Regions from separate parts of the Callithrix jacchus genome. Here region 2 is linked to region 1. Evidence: chromatin contacts called from public Hi-C data. All regions are on one chromosome and are shown on one strand. The core of a region is the stretch at or near the end of the contact, and the rest is flanking DNA. Distances in the headings are between cores, read along the strand shown.

Region 1 (7,244 bases), core at 1,244-3,743:
CTCATTGGGAAGGTTTGACATGAACAATACAATAAACGCAGCTTCTAAATTGGGTCAGGGAAGCCTTCGAGGCCCAGAGAGAGGACATTCCCCGCTAGACCCTCCCCAGGCCTATAAATTAATCATGAGCACAATGAGGGCCTTGTTCTCTCTTGTCAGAGCGTAGGGTTGTGTCTTTGCCCACTGACCCCCCCACCCCCCAACGAAATCACCTCTGTTGCAAACAGAGCGCCTGGTGAGGCCATTCAGCGCCTCTGCTTTGTTATTCCTGTGTCTCCAAAGCAAGGTAGGTGTACATTTCAGCAAGAGAGATGTAGGTTAGATAGGGGGAAGGACTTCCTGGCTTACCGTAGAGTGGTGTGAAATCCTGGAATAGGTGGCTCAGGGAACTTGAGGAGACTCTTTTCATTAGGCTTTTAAGACCTGGCGGGCTCTGTGCCCTTTGGTACTCTCAGGCCATTGCCCAGAGACAAGTGACCAGGACAAACATTGCCCCAGGGTTTGGCCACAGGAGCTAGCCTGGATATGCCTCGTTCTGGATCATTGTGGGAGATTTAAGGCTCAGCTAAGGGGACGTCAGGACAGCGTCCGCCAGGCCCAAACCCTCACCACGGTCTAAGTACATGGCATTTGGATAAGGGAGGTCAAGTTAGGTCTCTGCCATGGGTCTGGGGCTGCTGCTCCCTTCCTTAACACCCTCAGCCTCTTGGAGCCCTATTCAAAGTCTTGGCCCAGATGCCACCTCTTCTGTGAAGGCTTCCTTGATTTCTCCTTGCCCTGTCAGTCAAAATTGGTTGCTTTCTCCCTTGTGCTCCCTCTGCCTTGGGCTCTTGCTCCAGAGTCTCTCTGGAAGTCTTTGTGTCCCACCAGACTGTTGGCTCTCTGAGGACAGGGACTGTGTCAGAGCCCTCTTAGGACACAGAGGGACACAGAGTTCCTGGAGGGTGTTCCAGGGACCGTGCTAGGACTTGCACTGGCCTTCACATGCCAGCTCCTAGGACGTGCCTCCTGTGCATCCCAGGGTGGGAGCTGAATGGCCTGGCTTCCCAGTGACAATGTGGGAATCCTGTGCTTTTAAGACGGGAGCAGGGTGAGGAAAGAGGAGAGGTGGAGGAGGCAGAGGCCCCGGCCGGCCACAGTTGACCCTGCCTTTACTCTCTTGGTTCTGACAGTTCACAAGTCTTCTTTTTTCTCTGAATCTGCTCAAAGCCCTTCAATCCTTCAGGTCTTTGGAGGAGGGTGAAATGCCCGCCCCCCACAGTGTACACAGGAACGCCACCCTGAGCCAGCACGGCTCCAGGTGTCCCTTTGTGCCTAGAAAGCAGCCTTACCCTAGCACAAGCCTGGGCAGGTGCAGCCTCGGTAAGCAGTTTGGAAGGTGACGCACAGGTCTGAGAATGGGTGGGCAGTGGGGGTGGAGTTCACTGTCAGCGCCAAAGAGGAAGGAGGAGGCCTTTGTGGGAGTGTGGAAGGAAGAGCAGCTTTCTCTGGGGAGAGCACTTCCCGGCGGCGTAACTGGGTACCCTACCTAGACCCCCTGGCCCTGGCCCTGGTGCTCCAGCCTATAAAGGAAGCAGATGGTGGCAACAGAAGAAGGCATCGGACAGCCCTGTCGGTTCAGCCCCTGCCCCCGCCACCACCTGTGGCAAGGCTGTGAGGAAGCTGCTCATCCACTTCCATCCTCACCCCATGGGCTTGGCTGCTCCCTGCAGACTTGGGCCTTGGAGGCACCCCCAGCCCTCCAGAACAGCCAACACCAATCAGGTCTGATGCCTGATGCCGTGGGGCCATGCGTGTCAGTTCGGCCCACCCAGCCTCAGACCTGCATGTGTGTGGGTGCATGTGTGTGTGCATGTGAGTGTGCAAGTATGTGTGCATGTATGTGTGTGCATGAGTATGTGTGCATGTGTGCGCATGTGAGCATGTATGTGTGTGTGCGTGTGTGTGTGCGTGTGCATGTATTATCTGTGAATGTGTACATGTGCATGTGTGTGTGTGCTAGGGACTCTTGGCAGAGGGTGATTATGGCATGGAGGGGGCTACAGAGGCCAGGTCTCCGTGTGGCCGGTCAATGCCTCAGGAGGTCAGCAGGTGGAGAAAGAGAGCCATGTGTGGGGTCAAGGAGACCTTGGGGCCGTTCATTGGGCGGCACTGATTCAGTGCCTAAAAATAACCTTGGACTTGGTACAGCACTTCAGAAATTTCCAGGCTCTTTCAGACCTCCCACAGACCATTTTCAGTCTCCAACATCCGGTGAGGAAGTTAATTCCATCGTTATTTTACCACCAGGAACGCCAAGTTCTAGAGTGAATTCGTGAAAGGCTCGCAATTAGCTGGTGGTAGAACTGGAACTGGAACCCTGGTCTCCCTGGCCATAGGTTCAAGGTCACCTCCTGCAGACCTACTGTGTGCTTAGCCCCATGCAGGGGCCGGGCCTAGAAACGGAGTGAAAGTGGCACTGGCTTTGCTGCCAGCATGGCCTGCCTGCAGGGAAGAGGGCCACTCAAGAGAGAGGTTAGGACACAGCAGGGCAACCTCAGGAAGGAGGGCGCTGAGATGGGAGCAAAGCCTTGGATGAGAATGGACACCCAGAGCTAGACAGGGTGGGGCTTGGGGGTGGAGGCTGTTCAAATGCAGAGCACTCTGGGTGAAGACAACACGCCGTGGGCATCCTCTGCAGGGCCTGGCAGGCAGTCTGCCCAGGTGAGTCACATTTGAGGGGCCCTGCTGTGGAGGACCTTCCCAAGGGACAGTTCCCTGTTCAGATGCCTATTTGGTCGGCGGCGGGGATGGGATGGAGTCTTGCTCTGTCCCCCCCAGGCTGGAGTGCAGTGGCACCATCTTGGCTCACTGCAACCTCCACTTCCTAGGTTCAAGCGATTCTTGTGCCTCAGCCTCCCGAGTAGCTGGGACTACAGGCACATGCCATCATATCTGGCTAATTTTTTGCATTTTTTTTTTTTTTTTTTTTTTTTTTAGTAGAGATGGGTTTCACCATGTTACCCAGGCTGGTTTCAAACTCCTGAGCTTAAGCAATCCACCCGCATTAAACTCCCAAAGTGCTAGGATTATAGGCGTGAGACACAGTGGCTGGCCTCACATGTCTTTTGAGGGAGGGGCCAGGGCTGCCCTGCAGAGGTCACCCCCACCCCAGCCCTGTGACTCTCCATCCTCTTCCTCCTGGCCAGACCTCCTGCTCTGGCCATTTTTATTCTCCCTTTAGCATAAGATGGCAAAGTGACTGAGAAGGAGGAAACAATCAAAGGAAGAGAAGTGGTTGCCACGGAAACTATAAAGTGGAAGCAGAAACTTTCAGGAGCAGGAGGGAGGAGGGACGCAGACCTGGTGGTTGGGCGGGAGGAGAGGCGGGAGGCCTGGCCCAGGCTAGCCTGGAATGCCCCTTCACCCAGTCCTCGCCACCCTCCCCAGCTGAGCAACGCTGGGACCTGTGCTCTCAGGAGCAGGAGGGCTGTCTGTTTTCTCCCAAGCCTGGGCAGGAGGTGCCTGGCACCAGAGTGAGGTAAGCAGCTTGTGGGCTGAGGAGGAGACCTCATCTTCTGCCCAGGTCCCCGCCTGGCTCTGAGCCGCCAGTTCCATGTCTGCCTGGAGGAGTCTTTGCATGTCTTTATACCATGTCTTGATTCCACTGTTCTAACAAGCCAAAATGAAACAGCACAGGACTGGGCAGTTCACCAGGCAGCTTCCTGAGTGCTGTCTCATTCGAGTCTTATGACAGTTTGGGAGGAGAGTATTCAGATTCCACAGAGCGGGGAGTTGGGATCCAGAGAGGTTAGGGGGCTTGGCCTAGGTCACAGAGCTAAGAACTCCTAGGGGGAGGATTTACACCCTGAACTGTCAGATCCTAAAGCCCTGAGCTCTCCTTGCCTTCTTGACACTCTGTTTTGTAATGCAGGGCTCTGCACGAAGCCGTGAGTTTTCTGCAGCCTCCAGCCCCTTCTCATCCTTCATTCCAGCAAGACTTTCCCCCAGGGAGCTGCCATTTGCTTCCTGGAGGAGCCTAGGGAAATTGGTTGTTTCTGAGGCTTGATTTCCCCATCTGTAAAATGGGTATAATAGCACCTTTTCCCTCTGAAGGCTATTGGGAGGATGCAATGAGACAATTCAAGTCAAGCACGGGGCACAGTGCCCGACACAGAGGATACCCTTGAACTCTCTGCTGGCTGCATCTGAACCTAGGAAGCACGGAGTGGAGTGGGCAAGGCTGGGGCAACCTCCCTGTGTTTCAGAGACGCTACTTCATCTGTGAGACAGTTCCGATGGGTTTCTGCCTTGCTCGGGGAATTGGACAGGTAGATTGAGATCATGCCTGTGGAGCCTTGAAACCACCGAGTCTAGTGGGGGAAGTAGCAGGGTCTCCCTGCTCTCAAACTGGCCCTAGAGCTCCAGTGGACATTGAGATATCTCAGGCAGTGGTTGGGAGGAAGGGAGAGAAGAGGGATTGGGACCCTGCCCAGTTAGCCCCTGAGCAGGAGGCTCAGACCTGCTGAAGATTTGGGTCTGAAATGAGCCCTTGGAATTCCACGTTGCCTGCCCCCGAATTGCAGCCAAGCCTTAGATTTCTCCCGGGAGAGGCCCAGCAAGCCAAATGTATTATTAAATGGCAGCGAAGCCGGGCGCTGCATGTGAAAGATAATGGGGGAATTTATTTGATGGGCTATAAATCACAGAATGAGAAGCCCTGCAACCTGTGGGGAGGAAAATTAAGAAGTCCTGAGCAGTGACTTGTTTGGGGGTGGGGGGTGGACAGCATTTGGCCCTGTTTTGCTGTGAGCCTGGCAGCTTCATGATGCACAAGGCCCTGGGGTCCGAGGGGCTCTGATGGGCACACTTCCTATGTACGCAACAGTGACACCCCCTCCCCCACTGGCAGCTGCCATGTGACGATGCCAAGCTGGGCACTGGGTTATGACCCTCCGGGAGAGCAGTGTGCCAGGAGAGACAGATGTGAGATGAATCATCAAAAAATATGCAGTTGGCCCTCCGAATCTACAAATTCTGCATCTGTGGGTTCAATCAACCGAGGATTGAAGATGGTCAGAAAAAATTGCATCTGTACTGAACGTGTACAGACTTTCTCGTTGTTGTGATTACCTAAACAATACAACGATTTCCATAGTGTTTACATTGCATTTGGCAGGGGGGCTTCCTGGGGGAAAGGTGCAGGAAGCTCAGAGAGAGTGTTGCAGGAGGGCCGTGGAGGAGGCGCTGAATTGGGAGAGGAGAGAGGTGGTTTTTCTGGAAAGGAAGAGTGAATGGGAGTCAGCAGGTGGGTCAAGAGGCTGTGGCAGGGAAGATGAGCCAGAAAGAGTGTCCAAAGGCCAGCAGCAGGGCCAGAGCAGCCAGGCAGGGGCTGTGTTTCAGATTTCACCCTGCTTGTTTTCAAGAGAACCACACACTGAGGAGGCAGTGGAGGATCTGGGCGGAAATTTTGGGGGGATGGAGGTCCACAAAGATAGAGATGGTGATGTCCTGGTTCTGGGAGATGTCAAGGAAGGGATGAGGTGGACAGCCTCAAGCTGGAATTTGGGGCTTAAAATAGCCCATTTCACAGAGCAGCCTCCGAAGTCTACAAAGCCTGCCCCATGTCCTGTGTCCTTGGAGGTGGGAATGATGGGAGCAAAGACACAAAGGAGAGAAGCAGTGGAGGGCTGGGGGCCAGGGTGGCTGGGAAAGGGATAGGAGTAGGGTGTGGTAAGAGGGGAGATAGAAGAGAGGGGCTGGGGCTGTATCCACTGACCACTGCCCTAGGCTAGAACTGGACTCAAGGCTGCATGGGACTGAATCCTGTCTCTGCCCCTAATCAATTCTTGTGCCTGTAAAGTGGGAGAGTAATAGGATTCACTGCTTATGGTCGTTAGACGGACTGGCTGAACTGACACTGCCTGGCAGAGGGGAAGTGCTGAATTGCGGTTGATAAGTATGCACTGAGTGATCCTGGGCAGCTCTCCCTCTCTGAGCTTTGCTTTCTCCTAGCAGGTTCCTGCAAACCCTTCTGGCCAAAGTCCTCTAATCTCCCTGTGTTAGCAGTGTGCAGCTCCCGAGGGTGGCCAGAGCACAGCGCCCAGCTGGCTGTATCGCCTCAGATGCGACAGTGTCCCTCTCTGCCCTGTAAGGGGATACCATGCCTATCAGAGCTGTAAGGGGATATTTTAATCAGCCCAGGACCTGCTGAGGTCAGAGGGCACAGGGACCAGGACAAAGGGTGCCAGTCAGGGCTGCTGCCTGGCCCTAGATGACCTGCTGGGCCCCAGAATCCAGACCACATGGGGAGCCTGGGAAGGGAGGCGGAAGCTGTGGGCTTCACTATGGGTCAGGGACTGTGCAAACTGAGCATTCTCCATTTGGGGCCTCAGTTTACCCATCTGTACCATGAGGTTTATAACATCTCCCTGCCTGTAGCACTTGGGGTACTGAAAAAAAGGGACAGGCTGAAGTGTGGACAAAGCAGATTCAAGTCTTTATCAGGGGCTGTGGTCTCAGAGTCTGAGAGAGCAACAGGTGGGCGAGTGAGGCTCAGTGCAGCCCATGGATGACCTGCTTCAGAATCACCTGTGGGCCCATCGCCTGCTGATGGAAAATGCAGACTCTTGGGCTGTTCCCCAGACTGGCTAACCTAGACTCCGCTGGGTGGCCCAAGTGTCCACACTTTAATCCATATCCCAGGGGACTGAAACGTCCTAAATTCCAAGAACTGAAGTTCTGGGCATCACTTCTTTGCACCAGGGGAACAGGAGCCCAGAGGGCATGGGGGAGGCTGGCCTGAGTTGCTTGGGAGACTGGAACCCCATGCCAAGCCACTCAAGTGTCCTCCCTGGGGATAGCCCCAGGAGACCTGGGAGTCCTGGGTGATGCCTGGGGCAAAGGGGACTTTATCCTAGGGCTCCATAGCCCAGCAGGGGGTAGCACCAATCAGCACCTGCTGAGGACTCCCAGCTGCTGTGTGGGCCTGGGCCTGGCAGCAGGGATCTAGAAAGACCCCACCTTGGCTCACGCCTTTAATTGCAGCACTTAGAGAGGCTGAGGCTGATCAAGAGGTCAGGGGTTCGAGACCAACCTGGCCAATATGGTGAAACCCCGTCTCTACTAAAAATACAAAAATTAGCTGGGCGTAGTGGCACATGCCTGGGAGACAGAGGTTGCAGCCTGGGATCACGCCACTGCACTCCAGCCTGGGTGACGAAGCAAGACTCTGTCTCAAAAAAAAGAAAGAGCTCACTGTTGGG
Region 2 (6,910 bases), core at 2,661-5,160, 340 kb after region 1:
TGGCTGGATGTCTTGGGCTGGAAGGAGCGTTTGGGATGATCATTTTGTTGTTTGGCTTCATGGCTTACAAATATGTTCCATGTATTCTCTTTTCATATCTATCAAGTGCTACAAAATAACTTTAAGAATTAGATGGAGAGGGTCCCAGAGGTGTCCCTTCTTTTCTTCTCCTCCCCACACAAATTGATCTGGGGGAAGGAAAGTATGTGTGCCTTTGGAGTGTCTGGATGCCACATCTCCCCATCCCACACTGTCACAGCTGAATGGCCTTTAAGAAGGTTCCAGCCTCATTCCTCATTTCCTGCCCTCCCACACTCTGAGTCCACCAGACTCTGGCTCCATTGCTCTGCTGAAGACAATTCTCTCTAAGTCTCCAGTCAACCCCTTGTGGATGGAGTGGACAGTTTCAGTGCTGGCCTTGCCTGGCATCTCAGCAGTATTGGATGCGACAACCCCTGCCTGCTTCTCCAAGAACCTCTTCCTTGGCATTTCGGGTCTTTCTCTGGTATTTATCTCAAGACACTCCTTCTTGGCCTCCTTTTCTAGCTCCCTCTCCCTTCTCTGCCTATCCCTTGGTTAAACAGTGGTGCCCACAGGTGTCTTCTCAGTCCTCTTGTCACCCTCTTGGGTCACCATTTGCCAATGAGTTCCCATCTCTGTCCCCAACCTGAAATCTGTCTCCTGAAATCCAAGCTTCAGGCTCCAAATATCCAATTGTCACCTCAATCTCTCCACTTGGATGCCTCATAAGCACTTCAGGTCCAACTCCCAACCATCCCCCAACAGCCTGATCCTCTTCCAGGGGCCTCTATCCATCCACACAAGTACCCAGGCCACCTGCACATCAGTCTCGGTTCCTCCCTGCCCTCACTGCCACCATCTGTCATCTCTCTCCAGCCTCATTCAGTCACCAAATTGAGCCTTTCTAGCTCCTTCCCTGGCACCCAAATCTGTCTATTCCCCCTACCTGTACCACAACTTTCCCAGTCCAAACCAGCATCCTCTCCAGCTTCTGTGAAAGCAACTGTCTCCTAGGGACCTCCCCACTTCCAGACCTGCCTCAGTGTATTCTCTACCCTGCAGGTATGCTGTTCTTTATAACATGCAAATCTGGGTGTATCTTTCCCCTGCTTAAAATTCTCCAGGGACCGCCCCCCTCCATGCCCAGGCTCTCCACCCCCTACCTTCCTCTCCCATCTCACCTTCCCTCACCTCCCCTGACATCTCCACCTTGGACCCCACCCACCAAGCATACTGAACCTCCACCAGCGCCTCATGCTTCCCCCTCACCTCTCTGGCTACAGCATGGTTCCACCTGGATCCCTTTGTCTCCCTCCGACTAACTGTCACTCCAGGTTCCAGTTTGACTGTCATTTCTTCTGGGAAGCCTTCCCTGACCATGCCACTCCTGCCCAGAGAATGTAACATGGCTCCACCATCTCAAGCACCTCAGATGTTTCCTATTCTATTCTAGCACTTGTAACCCTTTATAATTATTGCTTTTTAAATTATACATCTCTCAAAACACACTATATGTCAGCCGGCAGGGTCCTGACTTACTTTCTCAATAGAACCCGGGACAATGCCTGACCCCTACTAAGCATGTGGCAAAAGTTGTGGAATGAGTAAGTAATGAATGAATGAGTAAATGAATGAATGTAAAACTCTGCTTTATATATGTTATCTCATTTAATTCTTACAAAAACTTTTTAAGGTAGGTATTCTTCATTTCCTTTTACAGGTAACAGAGGGAAGCAGCTTGCCCCAAATCACACAGCTAGCAAACCAAAAGCTGGAAGTTGGGCCCAGGTTTAACACCAAAGCCCACAGCACCACCGCTCCTATCCCCTCCTCTGGCCACCCCACCCCATCACTCATCCCACACAAAGCCAGAGAGCCCATTTGAGGCTGCTCAAGGCTGAAATGCAGGCTGAGAACTGGTTACCTGGAAGCACGTGGGGCCTGGCCTCCCTGTGGGGATGTCCGACTGGTAGAAGACCCTGAGCTCTGGAGTCAGCGCGATGACAGTCTTTATCACGAGGGAGATGATGTCAGACCAGACCTTCTTGATGTCAACGCCTTTGGAAGACAGTCTACAAAGGATGCTGGAAAAAGTCCTTTTGCTGCCTGTGCTAGCACTGTCTGAATGGACAAAGTTGCTGCTGTGGATGTTCAGGGAATAGTTGGTTAAGTGCATAAAAATGTGGTGCAGGTTTTTGGGGGTGGGCTCCTGATATGGCTCAGTACAAAACCTGGAGAGTCCGTCTTTGGCTATATAAATCTCTAAGGGGTCTAAGGACTTGAGTAAGACATACAGACGAATATCAAACTTGAGCTTGTCGATAAGGAGAGGTTTGCAGATGTACTCCTGGACCACCGCCGGCCTGCTCTGGAGGGTCCCTGCCAGGCGGATGTCACTGGGGTCTTTAATGAGGTAGATTCCGTCACCCTGACAACCACCATCAGGTTTCACGATAAAAGTGGGCTTCCAGGAAGGGTCACCATCTTTCACCATTCGAACCTGAAAGGGGGAAAAAAGGATGGCTGACATTATATTCTTTTCCCTCTGGATCCCTAGCACAGAGCAAGGCCTTGGCAAATGTGTGGTGAATGAGTGACAAGATGGTCCCTGCCGATCTGACCATGTGCTGAGCATCTTCCATGGAGACTACACTGCACAAGGTACTGAGATCGTGACATCAGGATTGGCCCCCGTCTTGTACTCCAGAGTGAGACAGAGCTCTCTTGTGAAGTGGATTGGCAGTCACAAGACCTGGGTTTGAATCCTGTTTTGCCAGTTATTAGCTTCCACCTTGAACGGGCCATAATAGCACTGAGAATAATAATGATGGTGAGCTAATATCATTTATGAGCTCCCGTGAACACTATATCAGGCGCTTACCTAATTAGCTCATCTAACCCTCACCAGAAATATGGTCGTGCCTTTTCATGTCAGGAACAGATAGGGTACAGCAGTTGCTAAGAGCACGGGTGTTGGAGTCAGATGGCCTGGGCTTAGACACTGGCCCTGCTCCTTATCCTGGGCCTTGGGCAAGTGACTTAAGTTATCTACACCCTTTCCATCTATGAAATAGAAGTAAGGTTGTTTTGAGAATTAAATGCAATAATAAATGCAAGAGGCTAAGTACCTAGAATCTGACAAATAAAAGACAGTCCAAAGCCTGGTTGTCGCTCTTCTTAGAAGATGAAGTGGCTTGACCAGGTGCAGTGGCTCACGCCTGTAATCCCAGCACTTTGGGAGGCCAAGGCAGGTGAATCACCTGAGGTCAGGGGTTCGAGACCAGCCTGCCCAACATGGTGAAATCCCATCTCTACTAAAAATACAAAAAATTAGCCGGGTGTGGTGGCAGGCACCTGTAATCCCAGCTACTCTGGAGGCTGAGGCAGGAGAATCGCTTGAACCCAGGAGGCGGAGGTTGCAGTAAGCAGAGATTGCACCACTGCACTCCAGCCTGGGCAACAAGAGCATAACGTTGTCTCAAAGAAAAATAAAAATAAAAGAAGATGAAGTGATTTGCCAGCTAATGAGGTTAGAATTGGGATCAGAATCTAGATTGATGATTAGAGCCCTCAGACCTTCCTCTATCCCACAATGTCTTGGTTTCCTCACTTTAAAAATGGAGATATAGACTCCTACTCTCATTGGGTCATTGTAAGGATGAAATAAACTAAAACGTGCAAAGGACCAAGTGCAATACCAAATACAGAGCTAGTGCACAGGAAATGTCCGTTTCATGTTTACGCCCCTTCTTAAGTTCATCTGGTAGACCTGACCAGTCCTTCCATCTGTTGAGATCTTTTTGAAACAAGATCCTGTCGTCTGTAGTATTTGCTCTCCTCCCAGCTCCAGGTCAGCAGAACACTCACATAACTAACTATCTGGGCAACTGACCATCCAGATAGTCGGTCTGGACCTGTGGTTCTGCATAATTCATCCTCACCCCATTGCCCCCGATGCTGGTGAGATGCTTCCTGCAGCTATGGAGAGTGGATGGACTGAAATGGCAGGAGAGGAGGTTTTCACCAGGAGAGAGAAGCTGGAGGAAATGTAAGGACGGATTTCAAAGAGGGAGCCATCCTCTCTGTAGCTTCTTGCGTGAAAGTTTCCCTCTGAAATTTGAGAGCAGTGCCTGGCAGGCTGAGTTGGTGCCCCAGTGAGGGACTCCTCTCAGCCCTCCACCTTTGCTGTGTAAGCCCAACCCAGGACAACTGCACTCTCGGTTGCACTTATCTCTTTGACCAGCCTATATTTCTAAATGAAGCTTATGCCAATTCCTTGGGCACTATCAGTTATTCCAGGCTTGTAAAAGATCTTTAACAATGGAGAAACACTTAAAGCCTTAATAATGGTCCACATCAATTGTTTGCCCCTGTCAGCAGGATTCAAGAATGGAACTTCACAAGAGATCAATGCAAGCCTCCCAGGGCCTTCCACTGAGGCTTTCTTGCAACTGTGACCTTGATGTTTATGTAGTTACTTAATATTCATCCAAAGCATTCGTACACTCGGCCCTTTACAGTAAGTATAAGCATGCTGGACAAATGGCAGCTATGGATCAGGAAGTGAAAAATGTCAGGTTTGCACTGATGGGAAATTTTCCCTCTGGAAAGCTTTTGCTATGCCGAAGACACTAACAGTTCAATAGATTATCCAGAGCAATATTTTTTCCTTTGAATTCCATGTATATGCCTTAAATAAATTAAACTACATGGTCAATAGTCTCAGTCACTCACTGGATCCCTGAATACTACTTCTGCTCTTTGCCAAAATAGTGCCATACAAATCAAGATGATTAAAACTCATAGAGTCATTGAAATTTTAGAACTTGAAGAATCCTCGGAGATCAACATCACCCAGTGCTCTCAAAATTCATGGGGAAAACTGAGGCTCAGAAAGGCGACATGACTTCCCTTGGGTCTCATAGCTGGCTAGGAGGATGGTCAGGATGAGAACCTAGGTCTCCTGACCCCACCTCAAGTTCATGGTGCCATTTTCACCTCTAAGATAAAACTGAAGATGTCTTTTTCCTCTTCTTACTATAGGAAAGTTCCTCCTAATATATCAGACAGTACTGATGTCTGTGCTCTGGCCTCACCCTAAAGATTTTGGCCCTGAGTATGGCCATCCAGGAACTGTATCTGTAGATCCTGAGTTGGCCAGACTGCCCCAGTTTCCAATCTTCTATCTGGGTGCCTGGCTTGTTAAAGCACAGGTGTGATCTATAGGAAACCCTCACAATTGTTCAGAACGTGGTTCCTGTAGCCACGAGACCCTTCTGCCACTGCTACCCTAAAAAGAGAAACATTTTTCATAATTCATATTTACTTTTCTCTGAGATTTATTCAAAAATGACCCTTTCCCAGCAGTTATTAAAGTTAAAAGGTCACATATTGGCTCTTAAAAAGAAGTGATGGACCAGAATGAAAATATAATCCATATACCTCAGCCCCAGCCTCAGCAATTCTGATTTAATCGATCTGGGATGAGACCTGGTCATATGTATTTTGAAAAAATCACCACAGGTGATTCTGATGTGCACTCTGTCTGAGAATCACCGGACTAAGTGAATTAAATTAAGATACCATCTGAAACCAACATATTCAATGAAGTATTCTGCGCAGATGTTAGCCAGAGTGTGAGGAAGACTTGCACTTAGGCTACGACTGATGGTATCTCTAGTTTTATCCAAAGCCTCTGTTGGACCTGAAATCCATTACCTTGTAACTGTATACACAGATGGCTGAAAGAGATACAGAGGAGGTAGTGGCCTAATTGCCTGGCACTTCTTTGGCCTATAGAAAAATTTATATGGTTTTTACTGCCCCCTAGTGGGCATTTAGAAAACGCTACTGGGAAAGTCCCTCGGTTCAAAATTCCAATACTACAGAGCAGTACGATATTCTATTAAGATATTAAAATGGTCTTAAAGAAACACCACTACAAATGAAATATTATTCAGCCTTAAGAAGGAAGAAAATTCTCACACATGGCACAAAATGAGTGTATTCTGAGGATATTATGCTAAGTGAAATAAACTGGACCCCAAAAGACAAATACTGTAAGAGTGTACTTACATGAGGTGCCTGGAGCAGTCAAATTCAGAGACAGAGATTACAATGGTGTTTTCCAGGGGTTGGGGTTGGAGGGAATGGTGAGTTAATGTTTAATGGGTACAAAGCTGCAGTTTTGCAAAATGAAAAAAATTCTGGAGATGGACAGATGATGGTTACACAAAAATGTGAATATACTTAATGCCACTGTATACTTAATGTACATGCGATGCACATTTAAAAATGGTTAATCTGATAAAATTTGTCATTTATATTTTACCACAATCTTAAAATTAATTTTGATTTATTTATTATTTTTTTTTTTGAGACTGAGTCTTAACTCTGTTTCCCAGAATGGAAGGCAGTGGTGCGATCTTGGCTCACTGCAACCTCTGCCTCCTGGATGCAAGCGATTCTCCTGCCTCAGCCTCCTGAGTAGCCAGGATTACAGATACACACTACCACGTAGAGACAGGGTTTCGCCATTTTGGCCAGGCTGGTCTTGAACTCCTGACCTCAAATGATTCACCTGCCTCAGCCCCCCAAAGTGCTGGGATTACAGGTGTGAGCCACCGTGCCTAGTCAATTTTTAGGTTTTTTAAGTCATAGCTTTTGGTAAGTTAGAAATAGTACCACAGTGAAAAACAGAAAACCTGGATTTTAGTCCCAATTATTTCTAACTGTGTGGCCTCGAGAAAGTCACCTAACTTTCTGGGCTTTGTTGTACTCACCTATAAAATAAAGGGGTCACACTAAGGTCCCTGGCTTCTGCCAGAGAGCAAGTGCTGAACCATGATACATCTCGACATCACCACAGTTGAGGGCTGCGTTACAAACA

The links. A called contact is a pair of places that touch in the nucleus more often than the background predicts.
Region 2: a contact with region 1 is called in a Hi-C map of skeletal muscle, with 10 times the contacts expected there. The contact joins two enhancer-like sites. A contact is called at or near these places in 2 of 3 Hi-C or Micro-C datasets (both in skeletal muscle).

Annotation. Positions count from the first base shown.
Region 1 is chr1:170,127,183-170,134,426 of calJac240_pri, forward strand. The region is part of intron 2 of DAB2IP (DAB2 interacting protein); the gene reads left to right. Among named protein-coding and RNA genes, the nearest start is that of DAB2IP, 66 kb to the left of the region's middle. Within about 2 kb of position 2,494, at least 6 of the 16 cell types and tissues checked have an H3K27ac peak or open chromatin away from gene starts, as enhancers often do. A contact at or near this core is called in skeletal muscle, where this site is marked.
Region 2 is chr1:170,463,866-170,470,775 of calJac240_pri, forward strand. It overlaps TTLL11 (tubulin tyrosine ligase like 11), which reads right to left. Exons shown (of 8, transcript XM_078375581.1): 3 at 1,946-2,521. The coding sequence starts at 2,515. Among named protein-coding and RNA genes, the nearest start is that of TTLL11, 110 kb to the right of the region's middle. Within about 2 kb of position 3,911, at least 1 of the 16 cell types and tissues checked has an H3K27ac peak or open chromatin away from gene starts, as enhancers often do. A contact at or near this core is called in skeletal muscle, where this site is marked.